Linked DNA regions of Zea mays: region 1 is linked to region 2. The links are chromatin contacts, called in public Hi-C maps. All regions are on one chromosome and are shown on one strand. The core of a region is the stretch at or near the end of the contact, and the rest is flanking DNA. Distances in the headings are between cores, read along the strand shown. Region 1 holds the start of LOC103649679 (UDP-glycosyltransferase 73E1). Region 2 holds the start of LOC107522107.

Region 1 (6,105 bases), core at 1,373-3,872, 160 kb after region 2:
CTTGTTTGAAGGTTCCAGTCACCATGTTGTAATACAGATGTACATGTAGGTCGTAGGTGATGTATTTTTCATTTCTAACAAGCTTCTAAGTTCTATGACCTTTCATATGCATTTTAATAGGAATTGATTGTTGCTGGCCCATTTCTCCTTTTTTTCTTGAAAGCGCCACCTGGTTACAGATTGATTTCAAAGATAACTATTGATAGTCTTTATGCATTATATTTTGCCTCCAGAGAGGGGGGAGGGAGCTTAATCCCTTCTCTATGCTAGCTAGGTAGATACATTTGCCCGGTTTCCCATTTCATGAATCAATAGATTTATATTATTATACGAAGAACCTCCCTCTACCAAAGCCTTCCTTGCCTTAACACCAAATTCTCTTGCTCTCATCCTCATCTCCTCTGCAGCCTCACCTTCATCCATCAACCTGGACACAGCTGCCTCCACATCATCCTTTGTCACTGTAACCTCCTCTTGTTCATGCCCCCATTGTGTCACCCCTTTGACTCCAACCTCCACCCCAGTTTTCAGCACGTCCACCACCAGCCTCTCGTTCACAAACTGCTCTGCAAAGTGTGGCCATGTGATCATGGGCACGCCTGCACAGACTCCCTCTAATGTCGAGTTCCACCCACAGTGTGTCATGAAACCTCCAACAGATCTATGCCACAGGATCATAACCTGCGGCGCCCAGCCCCTTATGATCAAGCCTCTGTCCTTCACCCGTTCTTCGAACCCGTCCGCGAGCCATCCCTCAACTTCTGGAAACTTATCTCCTGCTTTGATCACCCAGATGAACGCCCTGTTGGAAGATTCCAGCCCTAGTCCCAGCTCAACGAGCTGCTGAGGCGCGGTGCGGGCCATACTGCCGAAGCTTACAAAGATCACCGAGCCCGGATCCATGGAATCGAGCCATTGCAGGCACTGCGCCTCATCCATTGAGGCCTTGTTTCCTCTCGCCGCCATCGTGTTGCTGTCCTGGTTGCACAGACACATTGGTCCCACTGTCCAGACCTTCTTCCCTGTAACCTGCTCGAAGGACTCGATGTACAAGGCCTCCAGCTCTTGGAAGCTGTTTATGACAACACCACTGGATCTCATCTCCTCCTCATACATCTTCTTACGGATCTGATCCAGACCGGGAACAGATACACTTCCAGGGCATCTTGCTTTCGTCAGCTCAAGCGGCGTTGGGAATCCTGGGAAACTGACGAGCTCATTCTCATCTTCGACGTGTTCCAGCAAGTTGTCGCGGACCATGATGTACCTGCAAAATATAATTGTATCGTATTTAATAATCGCATTATGCTGCAAACTTGTTTCCTGTCACTGCCAGTTAGTCAACATGTTACTGTTGGATTTCTTCCACTATTGGCTGGAGCGTAAACTAAATTACTGTTGCTAATTAAGGGCCTGTTTGCATACCCTCTACCTAAAGTTTAGAGGCAGAGCTCTAAATTAAAGCTTTAGAGCTTAAAAGTAAGCTAAAGTGATCTAAAGCTTTTAGAGCTGAGCTCTGAAGTTTTAGAGAAGCAAGTTCTAATTAGTATTATGATTAATATATATATTTTTCCTTACGTTACACTTATAAACACCGTTTCTGAGTTGTATTTGTAGTGCTCAGATGAATACTTTCCTCTATATACATAATTGTCATTCACCATTTTTATTTCCAACTAAAATCAGTTTTTAGTGTAAAAAGCGAGTCCCACCGGATGCTTTGATTATTTCTGCTTTTATGCTACTGCAGCTTCAGAACTTTGAATCGAGAATTGGGAGGAAAAAAAATCCCCGTTGTATGACTGTTAGGCTAGCTCCAGCATCCTCGTACCCATATTTGAATTCTACTATACGAACAATACAACCTATAATGTAAAATAATGTTTTAGGTAATAATATGGATGGATTATTAGGCACAGGCTTATAAGCGGATACAAACAAGACCTTTTTTCTTATATGAAGGAACGTATGCTACTTTTTACACCAGTTTTAGGACGACCAAAGACATTTTTAGTGATAATAAAACATGATATATCAAAATACCTGGCAAGGGACGCGAAGCCGCAGAAGCCATTGAACGTCAGCCTGGGGACACCAAACTCCCTCGCGATGTCACCTGTCCACCAGTGGCTCATGTCCGATACGACGCAGCTCGGAGGTTGTTCTTGCTCTCTGAGGTACGCAGCGAGTGGCTCCCGCAGCGCCGCGCAGGCGTCCATGAAGTTCTTGAACAGGTCTCTGGACTGGAGCATGTCGGCGTTCTCGCACCCCTCGGGCAGGCCGAACTCGGCGGCGGGGAAGCGGAGCCTGACGAACCGGATCGCGAGGCCCGCCGCCGCCGCGTGGTCGATGAGCCCCGCGATCCTAGAGGCGTTCAGCGGCGTGGTGACGAAGCTGACCCGCGCGCCGTGCCTGGCCAGCAGGCACGCCATGTCGGTCATCGGGATGGTGTGGCCCTGCGCCATCAGTGGGACCAGCACGAAGTGTGCCTTCCTTTCGGAGGCGTCCTCCAGGTCGTGGGCGAGCGCGAGTGCTGCTTGGGTGGCAGAGGCCGCCGCCGCCGCCATGGCTGTGTGGCTAGCTGTGAGGTGGAAGTCGTACTGCTGTTTGCACTGGAGGAGATGGCAGCTGAGGTGGATATGTATAGTGTCTCTTCTCTTCCTCGTGCTACGAAAGCGATGTGGGCAGGGCTTGGTGACGCATGTTCACACGTCATGTTATCAGGGAGGAAAGAGGCCGGCAGCTAAAACAAATTGCAGATTGCGGCAGCTTAGATGGCGCACGTTGACACGTCAATCAGAGTCGTGGATTGGAGCAGCTGTTCGACTGCAATAGTACAGATAGCTCGGACCTGTATCGTCACTGCCTAACATGCCCGGGATTCTTGACAATCCTGTGACTAAAATGGGTAAGCAAATAGGTTATCCACTAGAAGTTTAGGCTATGTTGCACTCGAGTCTTTATACTGTCGGCTGCTCGCTTCTGCTGCAGCAGCTGCTCCACAAATACAGATTTGCTCTGGAGCCTTTTGATCTTGCTGGTGATGCTTGCGTTGCTCGTTGTATCATTTTCTGCATAAAGGAAGTGTGTCCGAGTGCCGGTTCTTCTCAGGCGGATCTCATCTATTTGGAAAACTGGTCGTGGATCCCCCCCTTGGGCCCCTTTTATTTTTGGCAAGATGTACTTGGCAATCTTGCATGCGCGCGCAGTACTTCCGACCAAGGAAACACCATTAGTCATTGTCATCTGCCATGTGTACTAGCTCCGTTTTCATTTATTTGACGCCATATAGTTTAAAATTTGTGCTGGATAAAAACGGACTGAGGGAGTATAAGCTTCCATGATATCCTTGTACCTGCTTCTTTCAGGTGTGTGTGTGTGGGTCAGGGACTCAGGGTTCACGATTTCGTTTTCACTGTTCTGAATTTTTTTTTTGAAAAAGGACACGGCAAGAGCATTGCCATGGCCAAAAATTTATTAGAAAGGGACACTTACAAACACTGGAAAGGAAAAGAAAAAACAACACTAGGGTAGAGGGGGGCAAAGAAAAGAAAAGAAGCACTAGCAAAACAGCCCACTAGAAACCCAGCACGCCACACACACAAAACGCTAAAATTAACTAGAAGCTCTTTGCGGGTTGAAATCTTCTTTGACGAAGTTGGCCACTTCTCGCTCGCTCTTCTCAAGACCATGAAAGATTCTTCGATTTCTTTCTTTCCAAATCTCCCACCAAAAGTAAATACAGAGACCATCGAATTCCTTGCGAGCAGTTTTCTCTACTTTTAGTCTGCACTTCCTCCACCATCCATAGATCGACGAGCACTGGTCCAACTTTGGCAGAGAGGAGAGGTTATACCACGAGCTGAGCCAACTCCAACACGATTTTGTGAATATGCAATCTTTTGCTAGATGGCCCACCGTCTCCGGTTCGCGCTTACAAAGCTTGCAGATAGGATCATTATTCCAACCTCGCTTCTGAAGATTATTGGCCGTTAGAATTTTGTTATGGAGGAGGGTCCATGCAAAGAACCGACATTTAGGCTCTGTCTTCGCCTTCCAAACTGGAGAAAGTTTGAGCTTGGCAAAACTCCCGTGGAACTGAGCCAGGTAAGCACTCTTGGTAGAGTATTCGCCATCTGATGTCCAGCGCCATCTGATTTTGTCTACTTCCTCAATATTTATATGGACTTCATGGATGGCTTCCCAAAGTCTCACAAATTCAATTATTTCAGTTTCCCCAGAAACCGGAGAAATAAGAGAAATCCATGTATTGTTGAGCAGGGCCTTATGTACCTTAATGTTTTTGCGCTTTGCCTTAATGAAGAGATTGGGGGCAATGAGACGCGCCGCCATGCCATTAATCCAATTGGAGAACCAGAAAGAAGCAAGGGTCCCATTGCCAACTGTCACCGAAGTTGAAGCATGAAAAAAGTCTCTATCTTCTTTGGTACATGGGGTGTCAAGCCCCGTCCAGGCCCTGTCCCGGTCTCTCCATTGGAACCACATCCAACGGATTCGAAGAGCTCGAGCAAAGCGTTCCAGGTCTACCACTCCAAGACCACCAAGATTTTTTGGGCGTGAAACCGTTGGCCAGTTCACAAGGCAATACTTCTGGTTCCTCGCCTTTCCAAAGAAACCCTCGTCTAATTTTGTCAATTTGCTTCAGTAACCATCTCTGGGCTGGAAATACCGTTAGGTGGTAGATTGGTTGAGAGGACAGAACTGTGTTAACGAGAGTCAATCTACCCGCTTTGGAGAGCAATTTTCCTTTCCATCTTGGAAGCCTTGCACGAATTTTGTCAACCAGAGGCTGCATCTCAATTCTTCTAAGTTTTCTAGTGTGAAGGGGCAGACCAAGATATTTTCCAGGGAAAGAGGCAATCTTTCCAGGGAAGCAGTGAAGCAGTGCCTCAACTACACCAGGATGACACCGAATAGGGTACAACTCTGTTTTACTCATATTAAACTTGAGACCAGAACAATCACTAAAGGTCTGGAGGATGCGCCTTAAAGCATACAGGTCAGAAGCCGACGGCTTTGCAAATAGTCCAGCGTCGTCAGCATAGAGTGAGCAGTGCAAAGTAGCCGGCTTAGGAAGGGCATGAGAGAGGACGCTCGAGTGAATAGCACGCTCTATAATTCTCTGAAGTGGATCGATAGCCAAGATGAACAACATCGGAGATAGAGGATCTCCTTGACGAAGGCCACGCTTATGAATGATTTTTCTTCCTAGTCTGCCATTCATGAAGATACGCGACGAAGAGGAAGCAAGGATAGCTGAAATCCAATTTCTCCATTTTCTACCGAAACCAAAAGCTTCCAGCACCTCCAAAAGATATGCCCAGCTAACAGAGTCAAAAGCTTTTGCTATGTCCAACTTGATGAAGAGAGATGGATTCTTGGATTTGTGCAGCTTCTGGATTACTCTTTGGACATATAAAAAATTGTCATGAATGCACCTTCCCTTGATAAAGGCATTTTGTGAGCGAGATACTAGTTGTCCCAGTTTTGGAGCCAATCTCTCAGCCAGTACCTTTGTGATTATTTTTGCTAGGCTATTGATCAAGCTGATCGGTCGAAAGTCCGTAAGGTGCAAAGCATTCTCTTTTTTTGGGAGGAGCACAATATTGGCCTCGTTCGCTAGGTGCAGCTTGTTAGTGCGTAAATTGTAAAACCCACAAAGCGCCTCGGACAAATCGCTTCTTACAATGTCCCAACATTTCTTATAAAACAGCCCAATGAAACCGTCTGGGCCCGGAGCGCGTTGCGAAGGCATGAGATGAATAATCCTCTTAATTTCGTTTTCTGAAAAAGGAGCTTCGAGGTCTGAAAGGTCAGTTTGCCATTTCTCCTATTCGTTGTCCCCCTTGCTTGGCTCTTCCTCTAACGGGTTGTTGGGTAACAAGTGAGTAGGGCCCAGTAGAACGTCCATGAATTTTCTCATCAACTTGATGAATTAATTTTAAGATATAGGACTTCCCTATTAGAACAGGCTGTTCGAAGGGATCTCCTGTTCTTCCATCAAATATTCTGCTTTTTCCCGGGTACTCGGGTTCAAATACCCATGGATTTTTTGTTTGTTTACTGGCTTCATATAATTCCGAA
Region 2 (6,005 bases), core at 2,787-5,286:
AAACGCCCCGGCCCAGAGCACAGGAAGCCGGAGAAGGCTGGACACTGGAAAGGGGCGGTTTGGGTATCGGCGTGCAACATTTGGGGGGCCACGGCCATCGACAACGAGCGACCGAGAGAGTTGACGAGGCTGCACAGGTGGCGCCCGCGGCCGCTGCGCCGGGCATCGCGGCAGTTGCGCGGCAGTCCATGCATGGCATGTCACGCCGGAGAGGACGGCGGCATGTGTCGTCCACGTGAACGAGGAGGAGTATACAGGTGTGTGCCCTTGGCACTTGAGGCTCATGTCCGGATATATATAACCCAGGCTTCGTAAACTGACAAGTGACAACGCTATTAGCCTATTACTACTGCTGAACGGCCCATGTTCTGACAGTTTCAATGGATTTGGTAGCCCATTGCCCCATTGTAACGACAGAGATAGATTGGTCCTTACTATGGGCCCAGGTTTAATGTGCAGCGCCATGTGGACCTAGGCAGGCTCGCCCTCTGCAATTGCGACTTGCAAGACGGAAATACGCGCCGTATACCCCCGGGACGTTTCCATTTTCTAAAAATTGGGGTTTTCTTCTTTTTATTTTCACTCTTCCAAGGTAAAAGTGAAAATCAAGAAACTTTACTCCTCAAAATGAAAACAAGAATACTTCCCCATCCAGAAAACGATACGGTTTCAGTTCTGATCCTATTCAAACTGTCCAAAATTTAACCAGATCTATTTTAGAAAAAAACATCAATGTTTATAATAATAAAATAGTTATGGACAAGAATATATTCCATGGTTAGTATGATAATACTTATTTGATGCCATATTTTTTTGTAAATTTTACCTAATTTAAATGGTTTGACTTGATATCATTATAGAATTGCGTTTTCTTTTAGGACTGAAGAGGAATATCCACCAGTGTCGTCACAAAAAAGCACATCATGCAAGCAATGAGGCAAGGCAGCTAAAATTGGCCAATCTCTGCATTATTCAGTTTAGGGGTCCTAAAAGTGCTTACTTTTATTATAGGATAAAAACATATAAGGGTATGTACAACCTAGAGACACTAGAATGGTTTTCTAAATTTAGGAGACAGCTAAGAGACTATATAATACAACCCAAAGATTATGTATCATAAATGTTGTATAGAAAGTTATGAAGAGAGAGACGTCTCTTGATTTTTTTTCACTTAACCCACAAGGACTAGTTTAAGAGCTAAAATACTGGATGGGATTGAGAGGTTAAAATCCTCTTCTCATTGATTTTAGTCCATTCAATCCCTCCGATTTTGTAGCTCGCAAACTTGCCCTAAACACTCATCAAAAGACGTCTTATTTAATAGGGTTGTACGTACCCTAACTATAAAATAATCACAAACTAAACTTGACTTCACATTTCCCAGTGAAATTATCTCTGGACCCAAGGCCGATCCAAGCAAGTTTACATAACTTATCCACCGCAAAAATATTTACTAGTACAGTACACTAGTCCAAAGCGAAAGCGAGAGAGAGAGAAAGGGGGAAAAGATAACCAGAGACCAATACGCCAAGCCCTAAAATAAAAGCGAAGGATAGGCCCTCGCTCTCGCTCACATGTATCACATCACGAATGAGACAATCTCGGACACTCTCACACCGTCCACCGCCTCCACTACTCCACCACATGTTGACTGGAGCGAGCTCAGGCCGGTCGTCGGCATCCGTTCTCCGCGCGGGCGCGAACAAAAATTCACTTTTTTCCCGGTGATGCTACAGCACATGCGCTGCTTAACAACCCGGAGCTAATGGCGATTAACAAGGTAGCTAATGGTAGAGTAGAGTAGAGTAGCAGCATGCGCTAGTTAATTGGTCGATTATTAATTAGTACATGGCGGCGCCGACTCCGGCACCGGCGGCGGCCCCCTCGCCGTCGGCCTTGTTGGCCGTCATGTCGTCGTCGTCGTCTTCGTCATCCTCTTCCCGCTCCTCCACCTCGCCTTCCTCCTCGATGCTCTCCGACCTCTCCCTCCCGCCTCCGCCGCCGATGCTGCCTCCTCCGGCGCTGCCCCGCCCTTCCGATCCGGGAGGCGAGCCCGCCATCGCCGCCGCCTTGCTGTACGCGGCCTGCTGCGGCGGCGGCGGTGCCGCGGCCGCACGGTGCACCATGGCGGCGGCCGCCGGGTGGTGCTGGAGGTGGTGCACCGCGGCGGGGGACGGGTAGTACTCCTGCGCCGCCGCCGCCGTGTAGTGCGGCTGCGTCGCCGGGTGCGCGCCGTAGATGGCCTGCCCCGCCGCCTGCGACGCGTACTCCGGCGGGACCCAGATGCCGCCGAGGACCACCAGCTGCGGCGCGGCGGTCGCCGGTGCGGGCGGCGCCGGCATCGGCCGCCGTGTGTGCAGCCTGTACTTCTGCACGGCCACCACAAACGAGGAGGGTAACAATCAGGGAATGAATAATAATCGCTATAGTTTATACACATACAGTCTTGTCTGTTACTCCAACGCCATCTCTGGAATCATAAATTCATAATGACCAATGATGAATTGCTCGATAGTATGCTACTATACTATGCTGCATCGTGTGCATCGGTGGTGCCGTGCACGGAGAGTTATAATTTACCTGGAGATGGCTTTTCACCTCATCATTGGTCAATCCATCCACCTTCATCAGCTCGCGGATCTGCTTCGGGGTCGCCACTTTTGCAAGCAGGAAACAAGTATTATTTGTCATGATCATGGGACACGCATGCATGCGTTTGGCATTTTGTCTAACATAGCAAAGTGTCTGTGGCATGCCAGTGTCTGTACCTTGAGCGCCGCCGAGGATCTGGAGGGCATTGACGAAGCGGCGGTGCAGCTCCGGCGACCAGCACCGCCGCGCCTTGCGGTGCGTCTGCGGCGGTGCCGCCTGCTGCCCTTCCGGCGCGTTCGGCGCCGGCTTGACGTTGACGACCCCGCTCTGGACGGCGTCTCTCCGCGAGCCCAGGACGCCACCGTTGTTGCTGCCGGCGGCGGCATCAAGGTACGGCTTCCTGTCAGCGTCGGCCGCGTCCTTGTCCGCGGGCGCGAGGGCGAGCTCCGGCAGCGCCGCGCCTTCTGCCGCGGACGCGGTCTTGTCCTTGGCGAACGGGAGGAACGCGCCGCCGCCGCCGCCGCCGTTGCGCTGCCCGTGGCCGGCGCCCGCGGCGCCGTGCGCGCACTCCGCGCTCTCCTTGGGCGTCTGCGGCCCCCTGGCGGCCACGTCCGCCGTTGCCGCGGGCCCGTTCCAGAGCTGCGCCGACTCCATCCAGCTCGCCTTCTCCGACGTCGGGTTCCCCATCTTGTCGGCGGCGGCGTCGATCCCGATGTTCTTGAGCGGCATGAACTCCTCCAGCACCAGCGGCCTCGCCGGCGCGCCCTGCAGGCTCCCCATCTGGTACGCCTCCAGCTGCTGCCGGTACGACTCCATGGCTGCGTGGATGCATGCGCCCACGCTCGATCAGCAACTAACACATTGCGCCACGACACGACACGGCCATGCATGCATGGCATGCATCGATCGATGCATGCGCACACGATCGACGACGACGTAACGTAACGACGTTATACGCTTATTACTCACCGTGGTTGAGGAGCTGCATGCAGAGGGGGAGCTCGCGCTTGAAGGCGTCGATCTTGAGCCGCTCCTCCTCCAGGCGCGCGAGGAACTCCCGGAGCTTCTGCGTCGTCTGCTCCGCCGCCGTCAGATGGTGGTGGTGGTGGTGTCCGTCCACCACGAGCGTCTCCTGCGGCGGCTTCGGGGTCGTCACTGCGTACGCGGCGCCGTTGCCGTTGGGCTTGTAGTCTAGGGTTAGGTCGGACGGCGAAGAAGCCATGCTGCCAAGCTCGATCCGAGGATGTACTAGAATCACTCACTACTGGCGCAAGTATATTTGTCTGTGTTGGAGCTTACACTATTGGCTGTAGCTAGCTGCTACAAGCTTTTACTAGTATAGTACTTCTCAGATAATATGATCAACTGTACTGCTGTGTGCTAGAGAGAGAGAGAGAGAGGAGGAGGAGGCGGAGGAGGTGTAGGGGAATGTGGATGTGTGTGTGTGTGTGTGTTTGATGAGGGATCAGAGGGGGAATCGGCTTCTTTTTAAGGGTGAGTTCTGGGATGGGAGGGAGGATAAAGGTGGATTTAGAGAGGGGAAGGGGACGAAAGGAAAAGCCAAGTGTGTGTGATCTTGCGAGCTAGGACTAGGAGTAGCCACAGCAGGAGCAGGCAGCAGCACAGGCACAGGGGGGGGGGGGGGGGGGGGGGGACGAGGCGGGAAAAAGCAAAGGCATGGTAACTTCTTGCAAAGATCAAAGGCATCTGCATGCAAAAGCTTCTGCATATGCAGGAGGTTTCATGCATCATGTACATACAAGGGAATCAAAAAAACTTATCCCCGTCCGGTTGTCCTCGCAGGACAACACAACGACCACACAACGAACACAACGGGATGAGCTAGGCCATTTGCATTGGTTCTCTCTCTCTCTCTCTCTCATCTCTAGCTAGCTTGTGTAGTGTAGCCGCCAGTTTTCCCTGATGATCACCTGTGTGTCAGTGTGTGCTTCTGGTAGATCAAACTCTGCACTCTGTCATTCAGAGTTCTAGGTGCGTTCACCTTAGCATGCATGCATGAAAAATTGGAACTTTTACATGCATGGCCAGATCTTCTTGTCGCAATGGGCACCTGCTGCACATGTATATATGTGCAATTTTAACCTAGCTAGCTACCCTATAGCTAGCTAGGCTGGGAAATCTTTTACACGGATGCTCATTTTGTGATAAGTTTACTTTGCAAAGGTTTTTTTTTTACACAACCAGCAGAATCTACCCGCGTGCTTGCATTTGTGCCCACCCACGGGAGAGCGAGCGAAGAGAAAGCTTATTAGCAACAAGCTGTGTGCGTTGTTGTTTGATTCAAAGGAATTAAAGCTAGATGAGCTGCCCAAAGCAGTCCAAAGAGAACCTTGCAAGTCCAAGGGAGAACCCAACTAGGTGTCTTGGAGAATATTTACCTTTTACCTAATTTCCATCTCAAAACGCAGGGATAATCACCAGATATACCTACCTGATGAGAATCACATCTCGCGCCTCCAGCTCCCAACTTGCATTATATTTATATTACAAAAACCAAAACAAACGTATACAAAAATCCATCAATGGCTAAGTTATTATATATCGTACGTAGATGCTCAAACGTTGTCAACTTTTGTTTTTGGGGGGGGCGCGGGGCTTCTAATGGATGATTCCTGCAGGATTAATCAAAGGAGAGATGGCAAAGCAGGTAAAGCAGCATATACCACACATAATTCAAGCCCCCCCAAAGATATGAAAGGATTCCTCCATCTTTGCTTTGAAAAGGGCGGTGCATCCCTTCACACACAAGCTCTTCTTCTTCTTGGCTAGCTGTGGGAATAACACACATGTATGCTTGCTCCAATCCCTGTGTGTGAAAGAAGAGAAGTACCGCCGGCTCACTTTGCATTCGCAGGGAATATATTAGCATGGCTCAAGCAAGGAATATCTTAGGCTTTGGGGGATACCAAGCACGCATAAAGGAGGACACAAAGGAAATGCATGGTGTGCTAGAGAGAGAGAGAGAGATAGAGTGAGAATCTCCCCTACTGTGCTGCTGCTACTCTTGGCTTTTTAGGAAGTGGTAAGGAAGGTAAGAAGATTCTCTCTATATACACTAGAGAGAGAAAGGACTGGAAGAAGATAGAGAGAGAGAGAGAACAGTGCAGGTATGTCATGGGTGTTGCTATACTGGGGGTAGAGAGAGAAGGCCAGGGAGAAAGGGTGTGTATGTGTGTATTGGTGCATCGAATTCCCTGTGCAATAATTTGGGTTGGTCGCTTTCTTGGGGCAGTCTTCAGGTACAAGACTCCAATCCCTACCTTTCCTCTCGATTCTCTCCTTTCTCTCCCCTCCCTACGCGAACAATCAGTTTGATACTACGTACGTACTTTGATGCTCTACATGTGCATGCATGTATATATGTACGTACTTTGAAACATATATGATATAGT

The links. A called contact is a pair of places that touch in the nucleus more often than the background predicts.
Region 1: a Hi-C map of endosperm shows a contact between it and region 2, with 2.1 times the contacts expected there. The contact joins the promoter of LOC103649679 here to the promoter of LOC107522107 in region 2. A contact is called at or near these places in 4 of 25 Hi-C or Micro-C datasets (bundle sheath, ear and endosperm).

Annotation. Positions count from the first base shown.
Region 1 is chr3:10,672,793-10,678,897 of Zm-B73-REFERENCE-NAM-5.0, forward strand. It overlaps LOC103649679 (UDP-glycosyltransferase 73E1), which reads right to left and starts at 2,623. Exons shown (of 2, transcript XM_008675414.3): 1 at 2,044-2,623; 2 at 1-1,267. The coding sequence starts at 2,567. The coding sequence ends at 271. It overlaps LOC100273062, which reads left to right. Exons shown (of 2, transcript NM_001147511.1): 2 at 1-97.
Region 2 is chr3:10,513,052-10,519,056 of Zm-B73-REFERENCE-NAM-5.0, forward strand. It overlaps LOC107522107, which reads right to left and starts at 4,037. Exons shown (of 4, transcript NM_001322358.1): 1 at 3,562-4,037; 2 at 2,769-3,410; 3 at 2,581-2,657; 4 at 1,389-2,369. The coding sequence starts at 3,814. The coding sequence ends at 1,842.